Linked DNA regions of Mus musculus: regions 2, 3 and 4 are each linked to region 1. Evidence: chromatin contacts called from public Hi-C data. All regions are on one chromosome and are shown on one strand. Each heading gives the region's core, a stretch centred on a gene start, on an enhancer-like site or on the middle of the called end of the contact. The rest is flanking DNA. Distances are from core to core; before and after follow the strand shown. Region 1 overlaps Gm29478 (a long non-coding RNA gene). Region 2 has its middle 84 kb from the start of Gm31409. Region 3 overlaps Gm31409 (a long non-coding RNA gene). Region 4 has its middle 200 kb from the start of Gm31114.

The links. Hi-C and Micro-C count contacts between places; a contact is called where the count stands out from the background.
Region 2: a contact with region 1 is called in a Hi-C map of cerebellum, with 2.8 times the contacts expected there. The contact joins two enhancer-like sites. A contact is called at or near these places in 3 of 484 Hi-C or Micro-C datasets (cerebellar granule neurons and cerebellum).
Region 3: a contact with region 1 is called in a Hi-C map of cerebellum, with 4 times the contacts expected there. The contact joins two enhancer-like sites. A contact is called at or near these places in 5 of 484 Hi-C or Micro-C datasets (brain, cerebellar granule neurons and cerebellum).
Region 4: a Hi-C map of cerebellar granule neurons shows a contact between it and region 1, with 7 times the contacts expected there. The contact joins two enhancer-like sites. A contact is called at or near these places in 4 of 484 Hi-C or Micro-C datasets (cerebellar granule neurons and cerebellum).

What each region holds. Positions count from the first base shown.
Region 1 is chr9:91,544,149-91,547,375 of GRCm38.p6, forward strand. The region is part of intron 2 of Gm29478 (a long non-coding RNA gene); the gene reads left to right. Among named protein-coding and RNA genes, the nearest start is that of Gm29478, 140 kb to the left of the region's middle. Within about 2 kb of position 1,468, at least 3 of the 459 cell types and tissues checked have an H3K27ac peak or open chromatin away from gene starts, as enhancers often do. A contact at or near this core is called in cerebellar granule neurons and cerebellum, where this site is marked.
Region 2 is chr9:92,043,914-92,047,140 of GRCm38.p6, forward strand. No RefSeq gene overlaps it. Among named protein-coding and RNA genes, the nearest start is that of Gm31409, 84 kb to the left of the region's middle. Within about 2 kb of position 1,663, at least 6 of the 459 cell types and tissues checked have an H3K27ac peak or open chromatin away from gene starts, as enhancers often do. A contact at or near this core is called in cerebellar granule neurons and cerebellum, where this site is marked.
Region 3 is chr9:91,955,628-91,958,854 of GRCm38.p6, forward strand. The region is part of intron 1 of Gm31409 (a long non-coding RNA gene); the gene reads right to left. Among named protein-coding and RNA genes, the nearest start is that of Gm31409, 4.0 kb to the right of the region's middle. Within about 2 kb of position 1,459, at least 2 of the 459 cell types and tissues checked have an H3K27ac peak or open chromatin away from gene starts, as enhancers often do. A contact at or near this core is called in cerebellar granule neurons and cerebellum, where this site is marked.
Region 4 is chr9:91,128,799-91,132,025 of GRCm38.p6, forward strand. No RefSeq gene overlaps it. Among named protein-coding and RNA genes, the nearest start is that of Gm31114, 200 kb to the left of the region's middle. Within about 2 kb of position 1,738, at least 6 of the 459 cell types and tissues checked have an H3K27ac peak or open chromatin away from gene starts, as enhancers often do. A contact at or near this core is called in cerebellar granule neurons and cerebellum, where this site is marked.

The sequences.
Region 1 (3,227 bases), core at 218-2,717:
TTGCATCATTCCCATTTAAAAAAATAAAAAAAACCTCTGCTTATAAAGAAGGCACAAAGATTATTATTTCAATCTTACATAGGTTAGTGATCCATTTAATATTTAAAAAGCTAATGTTTCATATTTTGATATGCTACATATTAGTTTGTGTCCAAGTGTCTGTATTAGCAGCAGGAACTCTGAAGCTTCTTATTTTAATTAAGAAAATATTTTCAATATTGTTCTACAGTTTATATAAACAGTGAGAAATATTTTGCACTTTAAAAATGTGGGTTAAAACAAAACTAGGTAATGTTTCTTTTATTTGAGCCAAGAAAAATAGTACCACGAATCCTTTTCTCATATTGCTGTGTGGAAATAGTTTTCCACCTAAAACCCCTGGCTCTCTCTTTTTCTTATAAAATGTATGCATGCAAAGATGCTAGTGTGAGATACGTTTCCAGGCACATTTATTCTAATGGTGAAGCTGGCTTATTTTGTGACACATTTTATATTTCCATGACAAACCGAATGCTTTTTGTCCACCAGTGATGTAGAATAATTAATCAGAGCCATCCTGGGAGGAGGACCCATCCCATTCTGTGTTGGTTTGTAAAACATCCCTGGGTGAGAGGCCTCTCAGCAGGCTCACTCACGTTACCTGTAATTTTTCACATGTGTATAGTTCATCACTAGTGACACTCTGGCTTTCAGATCAGTCATCTCTTAGAACTTAAAATTGATATATCAGTCTCAGCATAAAATGCTATCATTCCCGTGGACCAACTGTTTACCGGAGTATAACTCCTCCTGTGTCTCATTTCATCACACTGTTCCACACAGTGATGTTTCAATGTGAAATGAAGTTTTTTCATGCTGTGCCCCTGAGTAGAAAAAAGACAGAAGTACATGTATGATAAATGGTGAAGATTCCGTGATAACCCTTGGAAAACAATATAGTGTAGAAGCATTCTGTATTATATTTGCTTTAATAATTTAAGGCATAAATGTGGCTTTTAAACTTTTATAACAAATACGATTTATGCAGCAGTGAGAAATGATCAATTATATTTTCTGTGAATCACTTCATCTTCCATCTTATACAGAAATTAACAGCACGCTACTGCTGTTGAATTGCCATGGTGGAATATTTGTGTAGGCTACGCTATTAGTAAAATGTAAAATCACCATCATGTTGTTCAACTCTATGTCTTTAATTACAGTTTTGCAAGAGAAAGGATTTACTTTAAATTTTTATTAAGTCTATTCACTTTGTCTATGTGGGGCTGGGGACCGAATTCTGGCTTTTAATAGCAACAACAGAATTTAGGAAAAACATCTTGTTGAATTCCCTTATGCCTGAAAGACACTGTCGTGTTTGCATTCTTTCTTGGCACAAAGTGCATTTTCTTTGTGGCTCTGAGTGTCGCCTGGCTGTGGCATCGGCATCCCACTGATTATTACGAGGGCTGATTCAACGGCTTTGGCTCACTGGGCTGGGTTCTGTAGACTTCCTTCACAACCCTAAAAGCTGTGCATTGGCAGAAGATGATGACATCCCTGGGGAGACTAGAACCACTTAATTTTTGTCAAAATGGAAATGAGTTTTTCCTTTTAGCACATCTTGATTTGATCTGATAGGTTATTTTAAAAATGGAAGGCAAGATTGTTTCACCAAAAATGGATGCAAACAATGTTTTAAATTTGATATGGCATTGCAAATACTCAACGTTTTCCAGAGAGAACATTTTTTAGTTTACATTTGAAATTCTTACCTTTTTATTTTCACTATTGTACTGTGTATGCTTTAGATTATTTCACTGTGTGCTTTTGAGATGATGTCTAAGCACTAAGCCACAGCCACAAGATATATGATGAGTTGTTTAACTAAAGGTAGAGTGATTACAAAGAATTCTGAAGGTTGAAACATACTTTATAGTATGAGTTTTGAAAATAGATTAACTAACAGGTGATTATTTCCATCCTGTTGAAAGTATAAGAAATTCAGTAATGACTAAATGACTTGCTGGCGCCTCTTCATTGTGCCTGTGCATGTGTTGGATATGCACAATCATGTAAAAGAAAATAGTTCAAAACTGTGAGCATAACAGACATTTTCATTTGGAGACTAAAATTCTGTTGTGTCTACATTTGTTCAGCAGGTGAGATATTTTGGTAATACTACTATGGCATACTGAAATATTGCTAGAAAACTAAAAGTAATCTGCTTTTATGCTTTGTATTAGCTTAAGGATCTATTACCCAAATAAAATAAATTTGGTGTTATGTTTTCATGTTTAATTAGCCTTGGGAAGAAGGTATGTTCAATAAAAATATATCAGGAATTATACTCATCCCTTTGTGTACTTGTATTATTTTAGGAGAAATTTCAACAGCAGCCTTATTTTCAAAGCTCAGTTCAAGTTGACTTTTCATTACTTGAATAATAGTGTTCTTATGTGTATAGTAAGATGTGTAGTTTTCCTCAGTTTCACAATCCTCCCTGCTACCAATAGCCCACTTCAAGTGGGACATTTATTACAAATGATTAACCCAGTATTTTGTATTCTGTAACAGTATTTTATATTCTGAAATATGGATTTCATTATCTAGCTATTGTTTTAGGAAGCTTTCAAATGCTTACTTAAAGGAGTTTCACAGTTATTCTAGAAGTTTAGGTGGATGGGTTGGTCCTCCAGTTCTAACAAGTATGGAGCCTGAGGCTAGAGGTTATCTTGAGCGTAGGGTTTCAAGACCACTTTGTAAAACAGAAAACAGACATCTCAAAAGGGGAAAAGAGAACATGAACGTGGACTAGAGTCCTTTTCCATGTTAATCTGGTGAAGAAGAGTTAGAATAACAAAACCAGATTATATTTCAAAAGAGAAGTTGGGGAGCTTTGGTAGTTCACAAAGATAGCAACTGAACAGTTAAAAATTGTGGAGAAAAGGTCAGTGCTGCACACACAAGAAGGAAGCCAAGCTGAACACAGCTCCAGCCATGCGGAGCCATGGGAGGGGAGGACAGAGCAGGATTCTAATATGAAAGGTAAGGCAGGCAGCCCCAAGACTGGCACTCGTACCCTCAGAGCAAGCCAATAGCCTTCAGAAGCCTCAAAGTCAGTGTCACATTGTGACGATACAGTGATTTCACTGGCATATGGGTTAGCAATGGAGAGGAATCCCATATTGTCACTCAGTGTGAGCCAGAGAACAGTGGCTGAGTGCCATCTTCAGAGGAAATCTATT
Region 2 (3,227 bases), core at 413-2,912, 500 kb after region 1:
TCACTACTTTGGGAAATAACTCACAAAGATTAGGGAGAGAAAAAAATCCATAAGTTGTAAAAAATAATCATCCTTTCAAATCAACTAGCTTAACATTTGTTAAACATAAAAATGTCATCCCAAGTGACAGCTCACTTTCCTGATACTTAGACCAGGAATCACATGCACCCTTTCTATTTCTACAATTATCAATGGCACTGTTATTTTAACATGTTTTCCTTCCACATTAAGCTGCAAGGCTGAGAAGGATGACACAGCAACCCAATGGCTGTGATTCTTCACTCATATTTCCAATACCTTCACGTTAATGTCCCAAGAGATCCTATTTTGCATTGTTTGATGCTACTATTGTGCATTAACAGTCTTCATCGACCCGGCCTTGGTTTTGCATTTTTGGGTTTTTGGACAGGCATTAACAGTAAGGGAAGAGAACTATGAAAATAAATAAGAAAAACGAAATGAAAGTTTCACATGCAGAAGCTTTAAGAATTGAGCACTGCCTTCTGGCTGGTTCTCCGTGCACGTCTTCTTGCTGACACACACGGAGAACTAGTGCTGCATATGATTTCCAACTGGAAATCTGTAAAGCCTTCTGCACTCCCTCTCCGCCTTGTTCACACACAGAAGCTGACCACATCTTCACGTCTTCATGGAAATATATAGGTTGCTTTAATTTACCTTATATTTTTAACTGTTCCCTAAGATTTATTTTTACTTCAGACAAAATGGTTTGTCATATGGAAATGATAGTTTAAATTTTGATGTTGAAAGTAAAATTGACTTTTTTTACTTAGAATTTCTGTGATTTTAATTAAGTAAATGTATATTTTACTTGTACATATATACACATATATGTGTGTATATATGCATATATATACACAAATATATATGCTACTTTTTTTACAAGCTATTTCTAAAAACAACCATCCTTGACATAGCAAGGACATAGCCCTTATATACAAATATTATATATGTCATTGAATCCATTTTCTTATATTAAGCTCCATTTTATTTATCTTTCAAAATAAAAAGATGGTTATTATGTAAATTATCAGATAATATACTTCATACACATATGCTTTAGACATATTATCAAAATTACTTAAGGTATTTTTACTAGAATTTGGAGATCATTAAGGAATAATTTGAGATTGTTTTAAATTTTCTGAGGCGAACTGAGAATATAGTTTTGGAGGGCTTTTGATATCTAAGAATAACTCAGTCAAACAATTGCTGTATGCAAATGAATTCAACTTCTTAACTTTTCCACCTTGTTTTGTAGACAGAAAGATTATCATAAAAATCACAAATACACACATTTTATAGTAGCCTGCTAACTGTGTATCAATTTACATTACCTTATCTTCATGAAGACAACATGCCAAGATGCTAGACAACCAATACAAGGGATATTAAACAAAGTCAAGAAAGATTATGTCTGTATGAATGCATTTGCTGGAGATCGGTTTTCATTGGAATCTTAGACTCATTTAAAACATACCAAAGACACAGATTTTGAGCTCTTTCCCAGAAAACAATTCCTTGCTTTGGTTTTTGAAAAGCAATTGAATCAAAGGAAAAATTGATATTCCTTCTGCATTCATCACTTTATCGTGGGTAGAGAGCACCCTCTACTTTCTTCTGATTAAATAGCACCACTCATCTGGAGGAAAAGAAATGGCTGCGTCTATGTGGACAATTTGCTCAAGACATCAGAAAAAGGGATTTGTTTATAAGGTTCATTAGCTCATGGCCTCTACTGGCAGTAACCCATGTTTAGGAGGCCACCATTGTGACACCCTCCAAAGATTCCCCAGAAGGAGGCAAAGTCTAGGAGGAGAATGCCTGCTCTGAAGTCTCCCACTTTCCATGAACTGGGTCTGCAGAGCCACCCCAGGAGGGGAGACGGCAGCTTTGAAAGCTAACACCTTTGTTATTCCAAGTGTTAGAGATGAAGCTGAGTCTCAGATGCCCCAAGGTCTGTGCATCCTTCACCAAACACAGATGGAAGCTGGACTCTTTGAACTGCTTTGAAAATCTGTTACTAAGCTTTGCTTTGGGTCTGCAGAGCAGCCATTGCTAACCTCTGACTGCTTGCAATTTTTATGGCTGTGTGATGACAAGGGATAAAATAGCTTCATTTTAGAAGCAAATGGTTCATATGCCAAGGATAAAGAAAAAAGGGCACCACGTTAGCAAGATTTTATAGCAACTATATAGTAATTATAAGTGATAGTCTTTTAAAAATATAAATTGTAAATAAATCACAAATATTAAGGTAATATTAATTCATTTGCTTTATTATGATAATATTTATGCTTATAATAATAATTTTAAATAGCAAAATGAGGGCATCTTTAGATCAGTTATTGGCATACAGTTCCTTAGAGGTTTGCAGTGATGTTAAAATATATTGATTCTTGAATTCGGAATCAGAAACATCTGCTACTGTAAGTCAATGTCATACTCTGGCTTACATAGTGATTCCATTTAAAAGCATTTTATATTTATCACTGCAGTTTTCATTTTCCTGTGATAGGAAACACATTCAATTAAAGTCACTCTAAATAAACCATCTCCCTTAAGTCATATTTAGTCAACAGTTTATCCTGCACCATTTTAGCCTGTTCCATGTGCTAAGAAAGAGTTCAGCTGTTCTTGCTTTCCTTTCAAAAGCACATCCCATTTCTGCATAAAGAATCAAGACCTTCCTACAAACTGGAGGATTTCAGTTCTATTGTTCTTAATAGAAAAAGTAAGATCTGATCAAGACAGACATCAGTACACAAGGGTATAGTCTCAAAGTAGTTCATTGCAGCTTTGTGAAAGCCTAATAGTGCATATTTGTATGAAAGCAAGTGTTTACATCTGTGCCAAAGAAAAACCAATAAAAACTACCCATTTGGTTAGTGTCAGATAGTTTTAAATGTAAGGTGTCTATGGAGACATTAATGTAACTCTGGTTTACGAGCAACTTTTCTAGGCAGGGGTTTAACAGGAACAACAGACGCTCCATACAGTATATATTTAATAAGAACACAGCCTTTAACCACAGCAGGTTTCCTCCTTGGAGCATGGTGAGGATAACTCTATGACCTACTACCCTGTCTCAGCAGGTCAGCACCTGCAGGAACTAGCCGACTCAGTAATCTCCATCCAAGACCTCTTGAACTTGCTCGCCTGCTAGCTTTTTTAATAGATGTATATATATATATATATAAAAGAGC
Region 3 (3,227 bases), core at 209-2,708, 410 kb after region 1:
AGGAGGCCGAGGTAGGAGGATTATATGTATAAGATCTGTTTCAGTAACTTAGACCCTGGCTAAAACTAAAAATTGGAAGAAAATCTAGGGCTTTTATGGCTCAGTAGAAGAGTAATTGCCTAGCACGAATGAAGCTTTAGGTTCCTTACAACAAAGAGCAAAAGAAAATATACATTTGGTAAGTAAACATAATTTTCTTTTCAATTTTAACAGCAGACAAACCTTCAAGTTTTATGAATTCTGGATATGAGGAAGCTATTCTGTGATAGAGTCCAATCTTTCATCTCATTTCTATCTTTGAATTAAGTCATTTTGTTACTTCATGAATATTTGAATTAAATATTTTTGTAGTCATAGTTTCCATCTTTTAATTATTATCATCTAATTAATAGTTAATCCCTGTTAATATATTAATATATAATCCCTGTTACTAAATATAATATTAGTATATAAGCATACTTTCTCCCAAATTAGCACCATATTTCCTTTATATTTTTCTACTCTTTTTTTCCACTCTTCATTGGACACTCTCTTTTTGTTTGTTTGTTTGATTTTTGTTTTGTTGTTGTTGTTGTTGTTGTTTGAGACAGTGTTTCTCTGTATAGCCCTGGCTGTCCTGGCTCACTCTGAAGACCAGGCTGGCCTCGAACTCAGCAATCCTCCTGCTCTTCCTCCCAAGTGCTGGGAATAAAGGCATGTGCCACCTCTGCCCAGCTTCATTGGACACTCTTGTGCTTACTTGGTTGGTTCCTTTCTTTCATGGTATTTATATTCAAGTGGTAGGATATTTTAGCTGATTGATTTTAATTCTGTACTTACTTTCTAACTTAATGCTTCTAATATAGATCTCTATAAACAAAATATAGTTTTCACGTGCATTTTAGAAGTCTATCTTTGTTAATATTCTTTGTTAACATTTGGGGTCTCATTATGCAGCCTTGGCTGGCCTGGAGTTCACAGTGCAGACCTGGCTGGCCTTGAATTCACAGAGATTTTCCTGCCTCTGCTTCGCTGATATTGGGATTAAAAGCATGAAGCACCATGCCTGGCTTTCTTTGTTAATATTTGATTTGCTTATGTATGACTTTTCTATTGTTCCTTTTTTGTTGTTGTTGATATGATGACGCAAGAGAGGTATTATCAAATAGGTACATGCATCAGAAAGTAATTTTAATATAAGCATGTCATTTTTATTGTTGTAAAAATTACATAACAACATTTTATTGACTGTGTTTCTGGCTTTAAATGTACATATGATTTGTTTAAATGCCCACAACTGTCTAGCCATTGGTTAATCTATGTATCAGTTTATTTTTTCTGCTTTTGCTTTGGTAAGATCTCATAGCCCAGACTAGCCTCCATTTTTATATGTAGCCAATCTGAGCTTGACCTCCTGGTCTAACAGCCTCTATTCCCCAGATTCATAGGCATATGTAACCACACCTGGCCTTTTGCATACCAAATTAACTGACCAAGTCAAATTTGACTGCAATGAAAGTCCATGTGCATACGGGTGGTATTGTATGTATCATGGGGTGAATTTCAAATCCTCTCTGATGCTTCTGCACAGATTATTCTCAATGCTTGCGGTTATCATCCTTCTCCCCCTTGGTTGTCACCTATTCTTGAAGATCAGGTGAATTGAAGACCTCTTTGATAATTTCTCTTCTACTAACCAAATCTGTCAATGCAGAAGCTAGAAACGGTGTCTCTCTCTTTACTAACTAAAGCAAGGTACCATCACTTAATTTACTCTACTGCATTGTAATCATAATTCTCCCAGACTTGGCTTGAAGCAAGCATTCAGTATGTCTAGTGCTTGGCATGTACTAGCCACAGAACACTCAGCTAGCCAGATTTTATAAGAAACTTGGCATTTTTCCCTTCATATTCTCGGCAGATAATAATAATGATCATGCTATTTTTACTAGGGCATTACTGTATAGAATATTAATATGTAAAATTTAATTTATCTTATAACTGCAAATTGTTATATAATTTTTATACATTTTTAAAGTGAGTGAAAAATGAAGTCATAGATTGGTAAGTAAACTCAAGGTCACACAATGAGTGTCAAGGCCAATTTTATTACCAAGAAATTTCAATACTAGTGTGTGGATACTGAATATAGGCTTAATAAATCTGATGCAGGGTGAATAAATATCTACCAAAAGGCAGTAAAACATACATCAAATGTTTCAATGGTTATGAGGTTTTATGAATTTTTTTGGTATATATTGCTTTCATTGTTTATTCAAGAAGATCCACTTGTTAAAGCAGGATGGAGCCAAATAATTTCTTCAAAGATCTGTGGCAAGTTTTGTGATATTCGTATAGAGAAAAACAGGTATTTGCAATAGTTTTAATATTAAATTTTAGAAATAATTTGATAATATACAAATTGAATTTCTTCACATTGTGATACTGTATGCAAAAATGTAACAGTTCATTCATAATAACTTCAAATTGACATGATAAGGACACAAAAACTCACTTGGATTTCAGAGTAACATTGACTTATTCTTTGAATTTATATTGATCATTGAATCAATATTAAAATGCACTTTTGGTTTAGGTTATATATATATATATATATATAATTACAATTTGCAAAAAATAAAATAATTTAATTGGTTGCTTTTTTTACTGTTGATATTCTTTATAGAGATTTGAAATTCATTTTTATTTTTTCAACCATGTTAATCCCACATAAAGAAAAAAATGTCTTTTATATTCTAAAAATTTATTATGGATTTTTTTAAATATGGAAAAAGAGCAATTCAAATAAAATTTAAATCAATTTTTGATAAGCAATAAACTTGTTAATTAAATCACTCAGAATCTGTAAAAATCATGCATTTCAACACACTCACACACACACACACACACACACACACACACACACACACACACACCCTTTTCTGTATGTTAAACATCTACCCTAGCTTACTCACCACCCCTGCATTGAAGTGATAACACTACATATCTCTGGGTTTATTCCACTTCCTTTTTTTCTCTTCCTAAGCATTGTCGTAAAAATAAATGAATATTGTTCCACTGTGCGTGCTTTTACACTCCTCATGATGAGAATGGATTCGTGATAACTCATTTATTTTCTTTTCTTCTAACAATCTTTGCAGCAGGAATGAGATGCCTGAATTTTAATGCCTAATATGATCTTTGGAAGACTATAAACTTTTAATAGACTTTACACATAAAGTGAGAGA
Region 4 (3,227 bases), core at 488-2,987, 420 kb before region 1:
GTTTTCAAAACCTGCCAGTAAATTCTAATCACATCATTAATGTTTAAAGTCTGTATTTAGACTTAAAGTAACTGAAAATACTTAGGGAATAAAGTATTAAAGTTGTACATGTCATTGTGGAAATAAGTACTTTTTAATTTTATCTTCTAGTTCTAATTATCTATAAATTAGTTTAGATGTTCTTGTAGCTAGTTTTTATATATCAAGGTTCTGTCACTATAGTTATGTAAAAAATAGCCTGGTGCCCAGGAGATGTAAGCTGAAAATTTAAGAATGTCATTATATTTGTGTGAAAGAAGGATGAACTATATACAAAGGCAATTAATTTTGGGTAGAGACTGTGTATTTTCAATACCATACTACAGTGTTTTGGGTGTTTGAAACTTTACAAAGTACAGATTGAGAAAAATGTTCCAATCAGTTGCTGCCTTTTTTAATCTATGTTTCTAAGCAATCATATATTTTAAAGTGATTTCACTAGACATGCTAGTTTCTGTATGGTTTTTAATGCACTCTTAAAATTTAGAAGTGTTCCCTTATCATGTAACAAATATAACATTTTTCCATTAATGAAATAAAGCTAACTGGAAAAATAACTCTACTGACATATATATATATATATATATATATATATATATATATATACATATATATATATATATGTGTGTGTGTGTGTGTGTGTGTCAGTAGAGTTATTATATATATTTATATATATTAACAAAATGTTATAAATAATTTCTTTGATTTTCATGAGTATCAAAATCATATGAATTTACTTTTTAAGTTTTTTCATTTGTATTATTATAATTTTAAAGCAATCAAAGATAAAACAGATTACAGCATATCTTATAAATACATATTTTGATAATATATTTGTACAAAATCAAGCTTGAAAATCTCATGTATTAGATAGGTGCTTTGCTATATCTAAAGTGAATTAGTACTATGCAAAATTCACCAATTCCTTGTCTGTCGGGGCCAAAGCTGAATGACAGCTACAGATTTAAAATGTATTTGCTGAGAAAACACATCAGAAACTCAAATGTGACTAGGTTCTAATCTAGTTTTCACTGTTGGCTCTTAACACTTAATTTCATACTTAAAAGCCATTTGATTTATCTCTTCTTGTTACATGTAGATTTGGTACAGCTAAATACAGACGGACTGGTGGAATATATACTGGCATTAATAAGACAGTATCCTTTATAGTTAAAGTCACATAATCAGCGAGATTTTTTACATTTGATTTTCATTCTTAAACACCCACGAAATAGCAACAGCGCCTACTCTCTTCCTAGTTTGACTTGCAGAAAGAAACAGGCCAAGAATGACTGGGATACGTAAATATGTAATTCTATGCAGAGCCGGTGAAACTAAGTACAAGAAAAACATAAATACCTCGTCAGGAAAAGTTTTCAGTGTAGCTCAGGCATAACTTTTCAACTCTTCCAGTTATTTTAACATCAAAATAAGCGTGGCAGAAAGCACAGGAGGAAAAGCGCCCGACTAAAACGGCTCCTAATGTGCTCTTTTGAATCGGGTATCCAAAACTGCCTGTTTAGGCTGCATCTAATCTAGCACAAGTAGGTGTTGTCTGAATTTTATGCTATCCACCCACGTTTAAGTAGTTTTTCACCTTAAAACTAGGAAAGAGAGTCGAGGAGTGAAACAGCCAATCCACAACTGAGGTAACAGTTGCCTTGTACGATAGACAAGTTCTTTGGGACCAAGATACCCCACAGACTGACTAACTAGGACAAGGGATGAAGCTTGGCCTTGTTCACTGCCATCAAAACAAAGGCTCATATTGCATGAAAATCCTGTGCAAATGAGCCATAATGGCGTGAATGACAATCTCCTAAGACCATGCAGCAAGGCCCGTGTTTGATCTGAAACACTGTTAATCTTTCTCACACATAGCACACTAGTACACTTGGGAAATCCTCCATGAGTACTTCCCTACAGCCGGAGCAGGAGCAAGAGATGGAAAGGCATCAAGCAAAAGTTCTGTCTTGGCCACTACTTCATTTGAGTCATTTTTCACTTTGGTTTTTTTGGTGATTTGGTTCAGATAGTCACAGAAAATTTAGACCTCACTCTTCTTTACTTCAAAACTTTGTGTTTTTTTTTAACTGTCTCTTTTGTATAAATATATGGTGTTACTGTTATGTTTTAAAAGGTTTCCAAGGGCTATAACAATTAGAAACCGTTTGAAATGTCTTATTTGTGTAGGTTGTGTCATTAATCCTAGTGGAATCAGACACTACACCAAAACATGTAAGAAAGGAAAAAGCCAGCATAAGAGGGGAGAATAAGAGATAGGGAGAAAGGAAATGGGAGGAAAAAGGTGGGTAGAAGAAGAGGGAGGGGGGAGGAGAGAGGGAGAAAGGGAGGAAAGGGTGAAGGAGGAAAGAAGGGAGAAGGGGGAAGGAAAAAAGGAGAGATGTTTTCTACTGTAAGAAAAGACTGATTTTGGTGTTTCCATTTCAAATACAATTTAAACCATCAAAATAGCTCATAAGAAATTACAGGTCAGACTTTTGAATCACAGACGGCCTTTTATTTTCCTTTCTAATATTTAAATGAACTGTTTGCTTGGAGAGCCAAATATGTAAGGCACATGTGTTCAGTACAAGCTGAGTAAGTCATGCCAACTCAAAGATGGTAGGAAGTATGCCTCCTTCGTTGTGTTTTCCTTTTGAAGTGTTGCCTAAAAATCAGGCCTGGGCTTCAAAGAGGAGGATTACAGCCTTTATCCAGCAATTAATATGGTTGGGACTCAGAACATCAGCATCTGACCACAACACTAGCCGACAGAAGCATAGCAGGAATTCATTCTCTTTCAGGACTTAAGTAAATCATAAAAATGAATAAATAAGCAGTAATATATTGTTGATACTTGGCAGAGAAAGAAGGGGCAGAGCTAAGCTTTCGCATCTAGTAACCAACCTGCGTTTTCATATCCAGGCAAGCATTTCCAAAATCTGAGATCCCTGGACCTCTAACAAGGTTTCTACATCTGGATCATTTTACTCTCCCACCAGCTTTTAAGAAAGAAATGCTCTCCAGTAAGAAATCCATTCCTTTCTCCTTATAGAGTGGATCAGATAATCATTTGGATGTGGAGAAGTCCTTCTTCCTGTCAAAGTTCAAGGTTTCAAAACATGGTCAGAATATAAAAACAAATAAAACTCTGTAGGATCTGCAGGAAGCATTTTAAGCACATT